Linked DNA regions of Mus musculus: region 1 is linked to region 2. A link is a contact called in public Micro-C data. All regions are on one chromosome and are shown on one strand. Each heading gives the region's core, a stretch centred on a gene start, on an enhancer-like site or on the middle of the called end of the contact. The rest is flanking DNA. Distances are from core to core; before and after follow the strand shown. Region 1 overlaps Mef2c (myocyte enhancer factor 2C). Region 2 overlaps Gm33073 (a long non-coding RNA gene).

What was found. Hi-C and Micro-C count contacts between places; a contact is called where the count stands out from the background.
Region 1: a contact with region 2 is called in a Micro-C map of macrophages, with 3 times the contacts expected there. The contact joins two enhancer-like sites. A contact is called at or near these places in 1 of 15 datasets of contacts at CTCF or cohesin (pro-B cells), 9 of 484 Hi-C or Micro-C datasets (B cells, the HPC-5 cell line, bone marrow-derived macrophages and 5 more) and 7 of 115 datasets of contacts at active chromatin or transcription factors (the 230-238 cell line, acute myeloid leukemia, bone marrow-derived macrophages and 3 more).

Annotation. Positions count from the first base shown.
Region 1 is chr13:83,607,996-83,610,884 of GRCm38.p6, forward strand. All of the region lies in intron 3 of Mef2c (myocyte enhancer factor 2C), which reads left to right. Gm52043 (a long non-coding RNA gene) reads right to left here. Exons shown (of 3, transcript XR_003950628.1): 1 at 1-2,889. Among named protein-coding and RNA genes, the nearest start is that of Gm52043, 16 kb to the right of the region's middle. Within about 2 kb of position 1,331, at least 111 of the 459 cell types and tissues checked have an H3K27ac peak or open chromatin away from gene starts, as enhancers often do. A contact at or near this core is called in B cells, bone marrow-derived macrophages, erythroblasts and 4 more, where this site is marked.
Region 2 is chr13:83,074,243-83,077,092 of GRCm38.p6, forward strand. All of the region lies in intron 2 of Gm33073 (a long non-coding RNA gene), which reads right to left. Among named protein-coding and RNA genes, the nearest start is that of Gm33073, 45 kb to the right of the region's middle. Within about 2 kb of position 1,404, at least 54 of the 459 cell types and tissues checked have an H3K27ac peak or open chromatin away from gene starts, as enhancers often do. A contact at or near this core is called in B cells, bone marrow-derived macrophages, erythroblasts and 4 more, where this site is marked.

The DNA of each region.
Region 1 (2,889 bases), core at 81-2,580, 530 kb after region 2:
TTTGTTAGGGTTATAATTCAATGTGTAGTTTGCCTTCTTAACTGTGTGCCTCTGAGAAAAAGCCTTGTGTGTGAGAGGGGTGGAGTGTGAAGACACTGAACTTTAAAAGCCTGAGAAGGTAATCAGAAATCTAACAAAGAGTTCTTCTCCTCTGCTGCTGCTTCCTTTCTGACTCAAAATAATTAATTTCATTATAATACTAACCAGTCAGAGGTGTTTAGTGTGGTGATCCTGTTAACGATAAAAACACATGCGTGTCCTAAATTGCTTCTAGTGAAACTTTTAAGTGTCTCTGTGCCAACTCCCTCAGTATTTTGATGGCAGTATGATCCATGCTGCTGGAAGGGAGCCAAGCATTTGCTAATGTATTATACATTTGGCTCAGTTCCAGGACAGCAGGTGTTTTAAATATTCCAGTCACACACCCACAATGTATATTGCCACTGGGGGAAATAGCATTTCTAAACCACTGATGTTTACTCTGAGCCACACCTAGTTTGCTCTGTAAGGACAGTGTGGATGAACCGTGATGGGGAAGGAAACTTTCTCTGATTGGAGGTGCAGCAAACAAGTCGTTCTGAAGTCTACATTTGACCACTGGCTCCCAGACCAAGGCACTAGTTGTTAGCAACCAGAAAACAAGTCATCAAAATCCAGAAAAACAGTTCAACACCTTCCATAAGCGAGTTTCTGTGAATAGGAGAAATTCTACTTATATTAGAGAAAATAGTAATAAATTGTATGATAATAAATTGGTAGGTTCTGATTAGAGGGCGAAATCTGTGTGTCATTAGAATCCACCATTCAGTTTGCAAGCAAACTAATGTGGGGGAAAGAAAACCTGACTTTCCTGGGGTTCTAATTTCTAAATTGAAGTGTTTCCTTTTAGAGGGGAAAAAAAGGCAATAATAGCTGTGTGGAAATACATCTACACAGAAATAATTCAGAAAATTATTTCAAAAGTTTTAACTTCCTGCTAGAGATCCACACATGCACAAGAGACAGAGATCTAAGGAGAGAGGGGGGAGAGGGAGGTGAGGGGAAAGGGGTGGCTTGCTGCTGCCACTATCCGCTGCTGTGGCTTTCATAAAGGGATGAAACCTGCAGTCCCAGCAGATGAACTCAGATGCACAGCTTCCATTTCCCTAAGCACAGGTTCCTGTGTCAGATCAACAAACCTTCATTGATCTTTCTCTAACCCTTTGGCCTCAGCAATAACTAATGCACAAGGGCTGGTAAGAGGTTTCTGACTGCCCCCTGCCACCTGCTGTCACCTCATGCTTCATTTCAGTATAGATGGGGCCTCTTTGATGATTGGTCAATAATGCACATTACCTCATGGAAACAGGCTTTGAACTGCAATTTTACTTCCTCTTTTAATGGTGCTGTTTCCTCTCATCTTTCAACTGTGATCTTTAAAAAGAAGCGAGATGTTATTCAAAGCCATGGTGACGGCAAGTTTGAGCATTGTGAAACTGTTAAGTGGTTAGTTAGTGTTATTTGTCCAACAGAGAACTGATGTTAAAGTCCATGCAGAACTCCAAGCATGGCTACGAGAAATGCCTTTAAATATTATACAACATGATTTTATTTCCGTTTCCACAACATCCAGTTTTCCATCTGAGAGACATGGGTATTGAGTGTGCTGTGGTAAGCCTCCAGAGAAAACAGAGAGTTCACAACTGCAGAGACAGTCGGAGACTGTGGGTGGCATTTCTCTGCTGAGTCAGGTCCCCAGGTTTTACCAACAGTGCAGATTTTCTGACAAGATGTGAAAGCCCAAGTCTGTGGTTCTTGAAGCTCTTCTGAAATAGTCCCCTTTTCCTTGCAACTTTGGGAAATTTTCACTTAAGATTTTATTTTTTCCCCCTGTCTTCCTCATAGCTGTTAAAGAAAATTGAGAAGTCTTACACTGGATTCCTTTACATTTCCTATCACCCGGCCTATAAATTAAAACAGCATTCCTTGTGTCTGTGTTAAAATGGGGGAAAGAAGCAGCTCACGTAGCTGTGGATAGGAAAGGAATCCTTAAGATGCATGCAAGTTTTCCGCAAGACCCACAGCACTGTGCAGAGTCCATTATTCGTTTGTTCATAAAAGTATATACTTTCAAAAAAAAAAAGTATATACTTTCTCTTCCACACCCACGTCTTCCCACCCCTCACCTGTCCAGGCGATCAGAAACAAAGAACTGAGCAGTTGGCTTAATCTCAAAAGTGTAGATTCTCACAAAATAAATAATTAAAACGTGTTTTTCTCAGTAACTGAGAATTGGGATTCTTACGAGGAGCATCTTACTAATCGCAATAGCTCTGCACGTGGATGCCCCCAAGTCAGCCTACGTGTCTTAGACCACACTCCCTCTCAGCCTCAGGAGCTAAAAGAAATACGATCTTTCTGTCCCTTCCTTTCAGCCAGAGAGATACTACCTAGCTGCCAGAGAAGGGGCTGTCCTCTCTATCCAGTGGTCACTGGAGTATCAATGAGGAAATAGTATAGATAAGATTACATGTTAGAACATACATTTTATTATAGATATTGCCCTTGGTGGAAAAAAATTATCAGGCAAACTGGTCAAAAGTTACATAGATATGATTTTCATGTTTTTGTGTGCTTGTTGAAAGACTCAACCCAGGTAGGTTCTTGCATATACTAGGGATACACTCTACCTATGAGCTGTGTTCCCTGTCCCTAGGAAATCTTTATTAAGAGACAATCTGGCAGCAGCACAGTTCTAAGACAAATACCTTACTAAATCCTTGGAAGTAAGCAGTGTAGTTCACACACAGTACATAAGCTTGCTTCTATAGTAACTATCTTGGGATTTTTTTTCCTAAACCATTGGCATCCATGGAATGGCAATCATAGTAGATCTCCACGTATCTACTA
Region 2 (2,850 bases), core at 154-2,653:
TATGAATTTAGACATTGAGAGCCATCATCTCCTTGAGAAAACTATCAGGTAAAATGCACTCATTTTCAGCCAAGCTAAATGCTTACGTCCAAGGATTGCACAACCCTGTTAAAGTCAGTAAGTGTCAAAGTCTTGAGCTGTGGACTAGACAACATTGCCCAATAACCACAATTAGGGTTTCCAGGGTCTGCTGTTCCTCTTTTGCAAATCTGAATCCTGCTTCCTATGCTATCTCTCATATGCATTATTCATGCAGATGTTGAAATAGTGACAATTGATGAGGAGAGCTCAGTAGTTTTGTGTGGCACTGAAATCACTGTGCAAACACTATCAGAAATGCATGCTCCAGAAAAATCATCTCATACCCACACTTTAAATGCACTTACTTTGGTGTGTTTTATAATTATACAGAAGAGTATTTTAATTAAGCTTTTGGTTTGTCCACGGCATGAAAGCTATCTTTTTCACCCTCAGTTTCAAGTTCCTTCACTGCCTAACCCTGATTTTACTTTCTTTTTCCTCCACTATCACATCTGCCACTTTTCAGTCAAGCCTGCACTTCTTGTTGCCTTGTGTCTGAGTCCCGCTCACCATTCTCGCTTATGCTTAAGTCTCTCACCCGGAATGTTCTGTCACCTCTCAAGGTATTGAACTTCACTGCCATTGATATTTATGATTAGTTATTTCTAATATCTTCATAAGCTATAGAAGGCAGCAATGCCTTAGGTGCCCAGTACCTGCTCTTACATCTGTGCCTTCCTGAGAAGGCCTACTTCTCCTTGACTTTATTGAAACTGATCTGCACACAGCTAAATGACCACATGAATTATATCTATCTAATCCAGTTTCTGTTTTGCAAATCTTATAAGTAAATTAATAAAAAGTTAGAACTTTTGTTAAAAACATTTAAAAATTTTAAAGATTTTATTATCAGATGGTTAATTAAACCTTTTTCAAGAACAGCAGATATGTCTTTCCTTTGGATAACAAGATTTGGGTCTTTTATCTCAAGTATTGTATACACATCTTGCATCATTCCGTGAATAAAACAAAAGTGGTCTACATATAACCCAAAATCTATGAGCAAAGCAAAATAATCTCCATGTATTTCCTTAAGGTTTAACAACATGAATCTCCAGCTTCCAGAGAAATTGGCTAGTTGACTTACTCATTTATTGCTTATGCCAACTCCCTGGAAATGTCTAAAAAAAGAATTTTAACAGAAGGTTAGTACAGTTTAGAAGGAATTCTAACATTTTCATCCATCCCTTCTATGCAGACCACACTTGTGTCCTGTGTAATCCTTTCCCCTCTTCACAACAGCTGTGACACCTCTTAGCGCCCATTCGTCTAATGCTATTCACAACTAATACTTCCCTTTTAGAGAAGTTTCCTCTTAGAGAAGCACTAGAGGGGGCCCGAGTGCAAATCAACGTGGGGTGCTACCTCAGCCTACCCATCAGCTACCCCCTCCGCACTTGTCAAATCCAACACTCAATCAGACCATCAACCAACCTAAAAGCATAAGCTACTCTATGCAACTGGTTCTAGTTGACACTTTCAGAAAATACAAAGAAATATGTCACGGAAAGAGGATGTACTGCTTTGATTACTCTCGAGCAATAGTCAGGAGTTCATGACATGTAGCAATTTGTAATTTTGCTGAGGCATGAAATTGAATTACATCTGGTGAGCAACCAGTTTTTTGCAAGAATCTCTTAGCTGGAGTGTGCCTAGATGACTGGTCCGCATATCTTCTCACAGTGGTTTATATATTCTTTGCTTGTGGTCAAGTTACTTCATAGTTATTCTCATGACATGTTAAAAAGCTACTTTCTTTGTAAGGAAAAAAATCTCTACAAATGAAGTTAGCTACTAGTTCTGGTGATGAAAGTGAAATAGCCACAAAGTGACTCAAGAAAAAAAGCAAACAAAACAAAACAAAACCCAGTCAAATTAAAGAAAAGCTTTACGGAGGCACTTACATGCTGAGCAAATAGTCACAGACTTTGAACTGGGTTGTCACTTGTGAATATTTGGGGAAAATAAAGCTCTTATCTCCATGAGCATCTAGAGAACACTGTAGCTTTATAATAGTTAGCTTCTTATAACTCTTATCATCTCTAGATCAGCACAGATGTGAATGTCATTTCAAATTTCCTTTTAAGATCAGGAATTTATTTAACTATATTTTGCTAAATGTGATACACAATATCACTACAGAATGTAAACTTCTACTATACAGGATTTGAAATACTAGATCAAGCTATAGGCCATTTATTTTTCATGTGTTTATTTGTATATTGTTTAACGCACTGAAACACAATAAATCTGAAGGAAAAAAAAACACTTCAATTATTTGGATAGTGTATAGTATGGACCTAGGACAAAACAATCCCATAGGGAAGTAGATTTAGTACATTTTTTCAAGTTGACTTAAATATTTTTCTAGGCTGAAAAAGTTTAGCAATAATTTCCAAAGCCTAGAACATTGTGACTATACCATGTCACACAGTGACGAGTGGCATGTCTTGGCCACCTGTCCCCTGTGAAGATCAAGGACCCTTCTTTTAGCTTCTGGCAGCTGTTGTTTTCCATGCCTCTTGTTTTCCTCCTGGTGGTTGTGTGTCCCTCCATCCAGGTCTCCTGGCCTCAAGTTGCTATTTGTGGCACTTGCCCTTGCTATTTTTACATGATGTGGACTGTCTTCTCTTTTCTCACGTAATAAAAATATTGTTCATAATAAAAATTGGAAATCAGATGCTTGACTTCTTGAATACAAACCTTTCTTTTTTTCCCGGTTAATCACCTAAAACACAGGGAGAAATGTAGAAAACAGAAGCAGGCAGA